2 separate regions of the Mus musculus genome follow, and region 1 is linked to region 2. The links are chromatin contacts, called in public HiChIP or PLAC-seq maps. All regions are on one chromosome and are shown on one strand. Each heading gives the region's core, a stretch centred on a gene start, on an enhancer-like site or on the middle of the called end of the contact. The rest is flanking DNA. Distances are from core to core; before and after follow the strand shown. Region 1 holds the start of Dsn1 (DSN1 homolog, MIS12 kinetochore complex component). Region 2 overlaps Ndrg3 (N-myc downstream regulated gene 3).

Region 1 (6,152 bases), core at 2,196-4,695, 39 kb before region 2:
GACATGAGAACTGTACAGTGTAAACTTACAAAGTGTTTTTAATGGTTGTAGATTGGAAATAAAGTATGTCATATAAACAGTTGCCTGCTCTCTGATCTTCCCAGCCCATTTGAAAGCTGACACCATTCCACCTGCAGTTTCTCAGAAGGAGGGGAAAACTGGAGCCAGCTGGCTAGTTTGGAATCACCCAGATGGGGCAACCACAGTGGGGTTGGGGGTTGGAGTTTCTGGTGGCTCCTGGCTGGTAACTCAGTGTCTCTCAGGAAGTGTGTCACCACTGCTGAGGAACAAATGCACCACATTCAAAAAGGAGAAAAATAGAACCAGGTTTTCCCATAACAGACTTAAAATAATCTGCTATGGGGAAAAGATACTTTTAGGCATTACAGTGTGGAGTTAACACCCTAAATGTATCCTATCCTACCAGGGTTGTGGACTGAGGATTTGGGAGCTGGACAGTTGTACTTGAGTGTTTCTGGAGGCATGCAGTCAGAAACCAATTAGGCTGTATTTGCACCTTTGTGTATTAGGGGATGGAACCCAGGGTCTGTTTCCTGCATGTTGCAAGGCAAGCTGTTTAGCAGAGAGCTTTAGGCCCAGACAGCCTAAGTTATTTGTGTTTCTAACCAGAGCTTGAAAATTCCTTTACAAAATAACTAATTCACAAACCTGCAAGTCACTGTTGACTATCAAGTAAGAAACTCATTCCTCTGGGCAGCGGTGGCGCACACCTTTAATCCCAGCACTTGGGAGGCAGAGGCAGGTGGATTTCTGAGTTCAAGACCAGCCTGGTCTCCAGAGTGAGTTCCAGGACAGCCAGGGCTATGCAGAGAAACCCTGTCTTGAAAAAAAAAAAAAAAAAAAAAAAAAAAAGCTGGGCATGGTGGTGCACACCTTTAATCCCAGCACTCAGGAGGCAGAGGCAGGCGGATTTCTGAGTTCGAGGCCAGCCTGGTCTACATGAGGGATACAGTAAAGAAGGTGCCAATGCCACCACTCCATAATATGGTTAAGGTTTTTATTGTGAATATAAGACTGGACAGCCAGAGGCCTCTGGAATAGTCCAGAGCAGAGAAAGAAGTAGACTGCACATGGCCAGGGCTTCAGAAGTGGGAGAGAACAGTGGGGATAGCAGTATAGAAAGAGATGGGATAGAGGAGGGGGGAGGAGTGAGAGAGAAGACTCATGGGGGGGGGGTAGGAAGCCCAGGAGCCGGAGGGAGCTTAGGATGGAGGAGGAGGTGAGAAGGGCTAGCCAGTGAAATAGGTACTTTTTTTTTTCTGAGACAGGGTTTCTCTGTATAGCCCTGGCTGTCCTGGAACTCATTCTGTAGACCAGGCTGGCCTTGAACTCAGATATTCACCTGCCTCTGCCTCCCAAGTGCTGGGATTAAAGGCGTGTGCCACCAAGCCCAGCAATAGGTACTTTTGATAGTGATGGGGCCCTGAGAGCAGCATGGGCTTGGCTAACTGGTGAGCACCATAGGTAGCCATAAGTCCCGTTGACAGATGGGAACCAGTCTTACCAGTCTCGGAGGAATGCTGTTTTTTATTTAACTGCCAGAAATTCTCCTATGGTCCAGTTTTAGCTCATTTCTGGATATTTGGACAGCCTAAGACCCAATGCTTAACTTTTATAGATCTCCTTGAGGGTTTGGGGGAGGAGAGGGATGGCTAACAACAGCCAGACCTGTGCCAGCCATGGAGGATATAATAAATGGGCCTGGAAAATAAGATGTTTAGCATCAATTATGGAAGTTGGGAGCCCCAGGGGAGCACACCCAGGGTTGGAATGTTGAGCAGACAAAGGGGATGGTAGTGGATTGTAGGCAGGAAACAGAGGAGAGGCTCAGAGAGAGAAAGCCTGGGAGAAAGAGGCAAAACCAGGCATGGTGGCAATACTTGGGAGGGAAAGACAGGAGGGTCAGAAGTTACAGTGTCATCTTTGGCTATATACTGAGGCCAGCCTGGGGTACATGAGAACCTGCTTTAAAGTAACCAGAAAGGGGGTGGGGAAATGAAGTTAAGAAATGAAACTTTGATGTGGAACAGGGCAAGAATCTGTATGCATCTTATTAACAGAAGGGAGCCACGGAAGACTTCCGAGCAAGGATGTTTACTGGGACTGGATTCCACGAGGCAGTGATCTCAGTGTGTCCCAACATGGCCAGCTCTGGCCGGGAATATTAAGTTCTGTTTTGGGGACATCAACACATGAGGTGCTCCAGGAAGTGATATTCAGGAATAAGAACACACCTCTTCCAGATAGCTGTTGAAACTATTAGACCAGAATGGCAGAGTAGAAACTTCTGGAATACACATTTCTACCTCTTACCAAAAAACTTCCAAGGGACCACAATTACTTCAAAATGGTCAAAATTATCAAAATTATGGTTCAGCTAGCCATCTTCTGCTTTTTTTTTTTTTTTTTTTTTTTTTTTTGGTTTTTTGAGACAGGGTTTCTCTGTATAGCCCTGGCTATCCTGGAACTCACTCTGTAGACCAGGTTGGCCTCGAACTCAGAAATCCACCTGCCTCTGCCTCCCAAGTGCTGGGATTAAAGGAGTGCACCACCACTGCCAGACCCATCTTTTGCTTCTTTGTTTTTTTTGTTTGTTTTTTGTTTGTTTGTTTGAGACAGGGTCTCACTATGTATCCTTGGCTGGCCCGGGTACTAGGCTGGCCTCAAAGACACAGAGATCCTCCTGCCTCTGTCTTCCCAGTACTGGGATTAAAGGCATGCACCACCACAACTGGACCTTTGGAATCTTTCGTACTACTCTCAGTTCACAAGGTTCAGATCTGAAAGGATTCACTTCATTGATGCATGGGGGGCATTCTGATGCCTCTATACCTTGTCCTGAAGAAGACCCTCCCAGGCACGGGACAGTGGAACAGACATGAGCACTGAACATCTAGCGTCAACATAGAAGGGTGGAAGGAGAAAGGAAAGGCTTTCCAGGCAAAAAGCATGCTCGAACAAAGGAACAGAGGCAAGAATTGGCACGGGGTTGTGGCAGTAGGGTTGGCTGTTAACGCTGGCAGGGGGTGTGCTTGAACTTTGCTAGGTACTTAAGGGCCCATGGGAGGGGCCCATGGAGCAGGAAGATAGGCAGGGTACAGACTGAGCTCAGAGCTCCAGTTCTCCCTGGAGAAAGTCACTGTCCAGACTTTTGGAATCAAAGAGATAGAGGGGAAGCCATGGCCTGGAACAGCACCACACCCATAGGTAGGATGTACGGCGGGAAAAGTCAGCAAACTGGTGTTTTGGAGAGGTCAATCCCCAGGCCTGGACGTAGCTGCAGATGTGCTTGATCTGTAGCTGGGTGAAAACGGTAGGACAAGGTGCGCTTGGGCCAGAACGTTAAATCCCGGAGTACGCAGGCGCTCCGCCGGAGGCACGGGTTGCGCGAGCCAGCGCGGAAGGCGGAGGCTGCGCACGCGCAGTTGTTCGGCGGGAGTTTCGTAAGTAGCGGAGGCAGCGGGGAACCCCGAACCGGACTGACGCGGGAGAGGACCTTCTGCGGCGACGCCGAGTTTGCAGAGGTGACCTTGGGCTTACTGGTTCAGGAACGCGGGGAGGGGAGCTGGGCTAGACCGGCGTCACGCTGGGGTTCGGGACCCGGATGTGGTTCTCCCCTGACCCGCCTCTGCCCGGCCCACCGGCCGCTCCCAGCCGCAGGGCCCCGGGGGCTCAGAGACTTTCTCCTGACAGGACGCCTGAAAGAAGGCCACTCCTCGCTCCCGGGCACTGCTGGCGTCCTTGACTCCAGATAGTGGCCTGGGACAGGTCGGAGGGCTGGGGTGGCAGCCGGGGTTACACTGCTGTGCCCCGGGAACCTGGGTCTCCCGAAAGAGTCCCTTACTCAGAGTTGTGGGACCTGTTGTTGATTGGGATAATGACGTCAGAAGGCTGTCACGTGTACAGCCTCAGAAGCGCTTCAATGTCTGTTATCCAAGCTGGAGTCTGTGTGATCACCCACGAGGATTGTGGTGATTTAGATCTTTAGAGTCTTTGTCCTTTCAGTATGGTCCCTCAGCCTCCATTCGCTTTTACCAAGCGTCCTCCACATTCAGCGGTCTTTTGGGAGGGAGACTTAGATGCAAGGTGGCGGGATGGATACTCGACCTTGCCTCTCTGTCTGTTTTCTGTGACAGGTGCTGGAAATGGGGATGTGGTGCGATCTCCAACCAGTTCTATAGAGGAAAGATGTGTGGCCTCCAAATCTGCCAAAGAGAAGTGACTGCGTATTTAAGCAGAGTTAGGGAGGAGGATGACTCTGTTTTATGGGTAGAAGGACAGATGTGGGCAGAGATTAAAAAGTAGGATTTCCAGCCATGGCAAAATCTGGAGAGAGTAAGAAGTGATGCGGGGTTTGTTTGTTTGTTTTCTCGTTTGGAAAACAAAGATCCTAAGACCTTCCACGGAACTGGGGGCTAGTGCCTCACAAAGTGAGGAGCTAAGATAGGTTCTGTAGACCGAGTTCTTGAAGACAGCAGTCAGTGATAGTAATCTTGCTGCTGAGAATCTCGGAGGAGGCAAGTGAGGGCACCTGAAGCATGAGACCTATTATGGGATAGTGAGGCCCCTGTGAGACTGGAGCTCGAACGGATCTCCTCATTTTCCTGTTTTCCTCCTTCATCCAGGATGACGTCAGTGACCAGATCAGAAGGTGAGTTTTACAGTGAAATTCAATGCCTCTTGCTTTGGGAATCAGGCTCCTGAACTATCCCAGAATCCTCCTTGGCTCCTGGTGCCTTTGGAATCACACGTGTGTGGGTTTACAAAAAGGCCTTCTCTAGGTTTCCATCACCAGGGAAATAGGTTTCCCTCCGTCCTCCTTCCCTTCTGCCTAGGCTCCTAGGAAGCTGGTCCTTCAACTGTATACCATCTTATATATTAAAGTTGCTGCAGTTAAAAAGTGGGCGTGTGCATTTTCTGTTGTCACCCTTGGCTTGGATACTTACTGAGGTTTGTATCTGAGGTAGCTTTGATTTTATATTTTGACTTTTCTATAACAAATGCTAGACCAGGAACCCACGATGTCCGAGACTCAGGATCGTCCATTGCAGCCAAGTCTCAAGCCTTTGGAAGCATTGCCTCAATCCTCTGCCTACCAGGAAATGATGACGCAAGGCGTTTCAGAGGAAAAAAACCACCTTGGCTCGAACCCTGGAGAGGGGGAAAGTTGTGGTGCCGACCACCAGGAGGGATCTCAGTTGAGGTCCTTTCATTTGTCCCCTCAAGAACAGTCTATCCGTCCTCAAGACAGAAGGCAGTCCTGGAGACGAGCAAGCATGAAAGAAGTAAACCGGCGGAAGTCATTGGCTCCCTTCCACCCAGGCATCACAGGTGGGATGCTGCGTTCATAAAGCGATGGATGGATTTCTAGCCCATCTAAGAGGCAGCAAGACATGAATGTCAGAGAGTGTAGCAGGTAGACAGCACTTGGCTACGTTTTAGTCCTGCAGCTTTGAACACATCACCTTCTTGTGCCTCAGTTCCTTACCTATAAAATGGAGATGACTCTGTGGGAACATTCTTGTTTATAAATCCCAGTGCCACACACCGAATGCGTGTTCAGTATTAACTGCTGTTTACATATTAGCTGCCATGAACAGAAATCCTGGTTGCTAGTTATTTAACACGTCATCCTATCTAGGATGCTAGGGATTTGAGTTCCCTCTGTGTCTCATCCCTAAGATGGGACAGAAGGCCAGTGGGGTTGATAACCTGCTTGATTCTAGCCTTTTTAACTAGAAATGACTCAGAAGGAAGATGCACATAAAAATACATTAAATGGGGATAGGTTATGTAGTTCAGTGGTGAGGTACGTATCTCTCATGCCCAAGGCCCCACATTTAGTCCCCAAAACTAAAAAAAAAAAGAAACAGTAAAATGGTTTTTAGGGATGCCATATTTGAATGTAATTTGTGACTTTTTTCTAACTTTGTAATCACTTGATATGTCAGGATCAAAGTACAGGATATTAGTGTAGAAAGTCTAGTTTGAGCCTGGGCTTCATGTCCTTTGTATTAAGTCCTCAGTAAGCTGGGGCAATAAGCCCCAGTACTCGCACCCTTGGCAGCTAGCAGACCCTCAAGCGTTAAAGCCATTGGGATTTCTCTTTACGAATCACTGTCCTTTCGGGT
Region 2 (5,815 bases), core at 338-2,837:
GTGACCATTTTCGTCAGAGATAGCTGTCAGGAGTTTACCTTATTTTTTGGTAGTAAAGGTGTTTGGTTTTTTTGTTTTTTTTTTTTTTCCAAGACAGGGTTTCTCTGTATAGCCCTGGCTGTCCTGGAACTCACTTTGTAGACCAGGCTGGCCTCGAACTCAGAAATCCGCCTGCCTCTACCACATCCAGCAGAGTGTGCCTCATTTTATCTTGGTGTTGGAGAATTTCATGATGAATGGCATACTTGAAAGCCACTAGAACTCAGCAGATCTTTCTTGTCCCTCCCTGTTCAGTGTGCACACCAGAAACTCTTTCCTACACTGTTCTTTTGGCTTACTGTCCTAACGATGCTCTGTTAAATACTTTCTAGCCGGTGTTAGTCTACAACATCCTTAGAGGAAAGAATGGAGAGGGTGTGGTTAGACTGGTGGGCGAGAGGGGATGAGAGAGCGCACCAAAAGATGTCAATGCTAGCTTCTCTCTCTGTCCAAAGCAAGGCCCTTTATAACATCTTACTCTACTGACTTATATTTTTTCTGACTTACATTGCATCCTGGCAGCCCCACCCTCTTCCCTGTGACCTTTTCTCTTTGTCACTCCTTCCTTTGACTTTCACTAGACTTTATGTTCTCTCCTTTGGCAGTCTGTAAACACCTTCTTGACTTCTGCTGACTGCCCCCCACAGTGTTTCCAGAAATCTCTACTCATTAAATACCATTTTTCTGTGTATATGAAGGACTGTACCACAAAGAAGAGGAAGATACTAAAATCTATAGTTATAAAGCGCAGGTCTGGCCACAGAAATGAGTATTCTCAGGGCAGGGGAAAGCAGACAGGTTAGCTTCAGCAAGGAAGTAACCTGACCTCAGAATCAGGTAGGGGAGTGCTTAACAATGCAGATCCCAGACCCCAGCTCCAGACCAGTCTCAGGGGTAAAGACGGTGCCAGCATGACTCAGGCTTGGCTTCTGGTTGGAACTACATGTGGAGATGTAAGAGTCGCTAATGCCAAGCTGTGCCTTCTTACTGACACCTTACGGAACTGGTCTGGGATATAGTGTAGTTGTTTTGTTTGTACTGAGGATTAAACAAAGGAATCCTGGTTGTGCTCAGCCACTAAGCTACTTACAAATAAGGGCATTGCTATCAGATTTGCTTGAATGTTACAGAGTGAATTCTGTCCCCCCAATTTTACACACTGAAACTTTAGCCCCCACCACATGTGACTTTTGGAGAGGAAGCCCTGTGACGGTCAGTTTTAATTGTCAACTTGACGTGATCTAGGATCACCCGGGAAGGCTGTCTTTTGGGATTGGTTATCTAGCTTAGGATGGTCTGTGGGCATGACTGGGGGTTTGTCTTGATTATACTAAGTGATGTGGGAAGATAGCCTAGCAGTAGGCAGCACCATTGTCTGGGGTTGGGTTCTGTATTGCATGAAAAAGGAGAAAGTGAGCTGAGCACTGGCGCTGTGTGTGGACTGGGCTGGGACGGACTGACTGGGGCTGGGACGGACTGACTGGGGCTGGGGCTGGGACGGACTGACTGGGGCTGGGGCTGACTGACTGGGGCTGGGGCTGGCTGACTGGGGCTGGGGCTGGCTGACTGGGGCTGGGGCTGGCTGACTGGGGCTGGGGCTGACTGACTGGGGCTGGGGCTGGCTGACTGGGGCTGACTGGGACTAGGACTGGCTGTTTCAAGTTCCTGCCACCTTGACTTCTCAGCTGCTATGGATTGTAACCTGGTTTGTGAGCGAAAATAAAACCTTCCTCTCCCAAGTTCCTTTTGTCAGGTTTTGTTTTTTTTTTTTTTAATTACAGCAACAGTATAAAACTAAGACAGACTTTAATAGAAGTGATTAAAGTTCAGTAAGATCAGAAACACAGAGCCTAATCTGATGGGTTGGTGGCCTCTTCTTGTTACTGTGTGAGGACTTAGTAAGAAGGCAGCCATTTGTAAAGCAGGAAGAGAGCCCTTATCAGAAACCGAAACCTCTGTCTTAAACCTTGCCGCTTCCTAAACTGTGAGGAATCAACTTTCTGTTGTTGTAGTTCATTGTGGCCAAATAGACTGACTCCAAGCAAAGCCCCACTCCCTAACGGCCTCTGGGCTCTCTTCCATGTGCTGTCCTGCTCCCATGAACTTCACACATTCCATCTTGCTCCTTCCTCCCTGAGACATGTTCCTGTCCCAGTTTCCATTCATGATCGCCCCATGTTCTGACTGAGCAGGCAAGAGTCCCCTTTGAACAATGGCGTTGCCGAGGACTACTGACTCCTTAGCTAGCCCTCCATCTTCCTGACTTCGGGGATTCCCTGGCGTTTGAAAACTGCCAGCTCTGCCCAGTAAGTTGGTACCTTTGTACATGTTGTAAAAGAAGCTGATGAGGAAAATGCCTCTCCTCCGTCTCCATGGTGTCATTTGATGCTCTGGGTGACTCTGTGAGGTAGAGAGCACGGAGAAGGACGTTTCTGTATTGCTGAGTGAACTAAAGCTAAGAAGGAAGTGGCTGGCAAGATTGAGTTCCAGGCACTGCTTGCAGGATTTCTCCGTATTGGCACTGGTGTTTGGACTGGGTGTTGTTTAGGACACTGTTCTACTATGTATTGTAGAATGTTTAGCAACAACGTCAGCCTGTGTCCACTAGATGCTACTAGCCTTCCCTAGCCCCCCACCCAGTGGTGACAACTAAAAAGGTCTCTAGATAGTGCTAAATGGGGTGCAAAGTCCATGAATGATGCTCACTGCTATTAAGAGGAAGCCTCTGGATCAGAACGAGTAGACGCCTTAAGCAACTTTGTTGTTGTTTGGCCTCCCTGTCCCCTCGCCCCCACCTCGGTTTCCTCCCTTCTCCCTTTCTTCATTATGGAGTATGGGCTATCCTGCTATTATTCATTTACTAACTAAGTACTTTTATGTGCCAAGTGCTTTACATGCATTCTCTCTTAATGCTCAGATTTCTCTTTAAAGTACTATAATCTTCACGTAACAGATGACAATATCTGATTGATAGGCCAGCTTGCTCAGTCAGTAAATGGTAGAGCTGGGTCTGAAACCCAAGATTTTCCTATTCTGAAATGTTCTGCCCGCCTGTGTGACCATCTAGACTTGGCCATTGTGACTTTTCTTGTCTCTTTAAGGAACAACCTAGAAATGAATATTATTTTACCCCATCTCTCACTTGATACTTTGCTCTTAGCATAAGATATTGCCAAACCCTTTCAGGCTTCAGGGACCTAAAAGGAATGTACACAGACCCTGTTACAGGGAAATGTGTCCTGGGGTGACCATAAGGAAGCATTTTCCATATATTTTAAGAGAAGCTCATGTTAACTTGTCTTATAACTTGTTGGTATTCTTCCCATTTTTATTTTAGTATGACTGTAATTTTGTCTATAGCTCAGAATTGTCAAGAAGTGGGTGAATTTGCCATGTTTATTTTGGCTCCAGTAATGAAAAGAAGTAACCACCAAAGCAGAATGTATAGATATATTTTCCCCCCTCAAATAACATTATAAATGTGGTAGTACAGAACTATAATACCAGTGCTTAGAAAGCTGAGATAAGAGAAGATTAAGCCCTAGATTACATAGCAAGACCCTGTTTTAAAAGAAAAAGGAAAGGCAGGCCCACCCCTGAAATCCTAGTACTTAGAGGGCAGAGGCAAGAAGGCTGTCAAGAGTCTAGGCTGCATAATGAGCTCCAGGCTAGCCAGGGCTACATAATAAGACTCTGTCTCAAAAAAGTATTTAGCCATTTTCAGAGTATTTTTAGAAATATTATTATTATTCTCCCAACTGGGCATGGTGGTACACACCTTTAATCCTGGCACACAGAAGGCAGAGGCTGGTGGATCTCTGAGTTCAAGGCCAGCCTGGTCTACAGAGCTAGTTCCAGGATAGCCAGGGCTATGTAGAGAGACCCTATCTCATCAAAAAACAAAACAAATAAACCAACCAAATATTGTGTTATTCTTCTATCCTCTTGCCAAATACTCAGCTGTTTTACAGATGAGGCTTATACCTGGTCCAAAGCCAGTGTCTATTAAAGTGTTAGAACCCAGACTAGTGCCTAGCACCTTTAACTTTTAAAAAATTATCTATCTATCTATCTATCTATCTATCTATCTATCTATCTATCTATCTATCTATCTATCTATCTGCATCAGTGTTTTGTCTGCATGCATGTCTGTGTTGTGAGAGTGTCATATCCTCTGGAACTGGAGTTACAGACAGTTGTGACTTGCCATTTGAATGCTGGGAATTGAACCCCAGTCCTCTGGAAGAGCAGTCACTGCTCTTAAACTGCTGAGCTACCTGTCCAGCCCACACATTTAACATTTAACTTTGACCTGGATCTAGAGGTCTGGTGCTCTTCTCACCATCTGCTTGTTAGGCTGTCCAGCCACCTCACCCAGAAGATCTCATGCCAAACAGGAGAGCCCACCATGCTTCTCACTCCCTGACTTTTAGTCTGCCTACTATGGCCATAGTAGACAGCCATAGCTGTCTTCAGAAGCGCTGAAGATATATCAGAAAGAGAAATAAATACCCAGGGGGATGAGCCGAACAATCTGTTTGCTTTGTGTTGGTTATTATAGTAAATCATGAAATAGCCCTTACTGTGGTTTAAGGTTTTTTTTTTTTGTTTTTTTGTTTTTTTTACTAAAGACTAGACATATAAGCAAAGGGGAAGGGGGTGTATATAAGAATTGTAAGAGGAAGAACTCTGAGATCAACTTTAAAATAATTTTTTAATTGATATGGTTGTTCTGTTTGCATATAAGTCTATGCACCACTTGTGTGCCTCATGTCCACAGAGACCAGAAGATGGCATTGGATCCTCCCCAAACCGTAGTTAGAGATACTTGTGAGCTGTCATGTGGGTGTTAGGAATTGAACCTGGGACTTCTGGAAGAGCAGCAGCAAGCACTAGTAAGTGCTGAGCCATCTTTCCAGCCCCTGAGAGCAGCATGTTTGTAAGCTCCAGGAGAACAGAAACAGAAAAGTTTGTGTATCAGGGTTCCTTTTTGAAAAGGTGTGTGCAGCGTGGGGACACTGGGGCGGGTCCTGAGACTCAGCCTCTAGCAGCACATGTTGTATAAGCCTGATGACCTGAGTTTGATCCCCAAACCCAAGTAAAGATGGGAGAAGAGAACCAGCTACCCTTTGCCCTCTGACCTCCATATGTCCCTCCTCTTCCAGTCATGCACACACATGCAATAATAACATTCCTCAAATCTAATAAAGGTTTCCAGAAGCTCTGGCCTGCCTGGTGGGTTACTGGTTAAAGGCTGGGTATCTAGAGTGTCAGGAAGGGGTTGGAAAGGAAGGCACAGTGAGTGTCAGAGGGCAGTCAGCACCTGAGTCCCTAGCGCTCCCAGGGGAGCCCACAGGGATTACTTTCTGTGCTCCAGACTCCATGTGGGTAGTGTTGCTTTCTTGGAGTCTGAGAGTATGAAAAAATTCCAGGAAAAAATGAGGGCATGGATCGTGTCTCAGGGAAGTGATAAGAGACAGAGTGAGGTTACTTGGAGGAGGGCTCAGGATGCCGCTGCTGACCTTGGCCTTGGCCTTGAGAACTTGATTACCATGTAGTAAGTCTGGGAATGAGGAGATGGAGTGTGCTTTGAAGGAAAAAACCTAACTATGGCAAAAAGAGAGAAAAAGAAAAGTGTGGGGGCATAGCTCGATGGTAGCGTATTCATCTCGTGAGTACGAGGCCCTGGGCTCCTTCTCTAGCACTTCCCCACTTGGTGTCTGCCATTAAACTTACATTTGTTGACACTTCCATGAGATACTGTTCTAGGGTGCTA

What was found. HiChIP or PLAC-seq counts read pairs in DNA pulled down with a chosen protein or histone mark.
Region 1: an H3K27ac HiChIP or PLAC-seq map of embryonic stem cells shows a contact between it and region 2, with 11 read pairs. The contact joins the promoter of Dsn1 here to the enhancer-like site in region 2. A contact is called at or near these places in 1 of 39 promoter capture datasets (macrophages), 1 of 15 datasets of contacts at CTCF or cohesin (the NIH/3T3 cell line), 10 of 484 Hi-C or Micro-C datasets (CD4 T cells, Sertoli cells, embryonic fibroblasts and 4 more), 8 of 115 datasets of contacts at active chromatin or transcription factors (the HPC-7 cell line, the SCID.adh cell line, embryonic fibroblasts and 4 more) and 3 of 9 other capture datasets (adipose tissue, liver and pancreatic islet).

The regions. Positions count from the first base shown.
Region 1 is chr2:157,004,368-157,010,519 of GRCm38.p6, reverse strand. It overlaps Dsn1 (DSN1 homolog, MIS12 kinetochore complex component), which reads left to right and starts at 3,445. Exons shown (of 11, transcript NM_025853.3): 1 at 3,445-3,545; 2 at 4,647-4,672; 3 at 5,029-5,352. The coding sequence starts at 4,648. It overlaps Soga1 (suppressor of glucose, autophagy associated 1), which reads left to right. Exons shown (of 15, transcript NM_001164663.1): 15 at 1-78.
Region 2 is chr2:156,963,838-156,969,652 of GRCm38.p6, reverse strand. All of the region lies in intron 2 of Ndrg3 (N-myc downstream regulated gene 3), which reads left to right. Among named protein-coding and RNA genes, the nearest start is that of Ndrg3, 25 kb to the left of the region's middle. Within about 2 kb of position 1,587, at least 34 of the 459 cell types and tissues checked have an H3K27ac peak or open chromatin away from gene starts, as enhancers often do. A contact at or near this core is called in embryonic stem cells, microglia, pancreatic islet and 2 more, where this site is marked.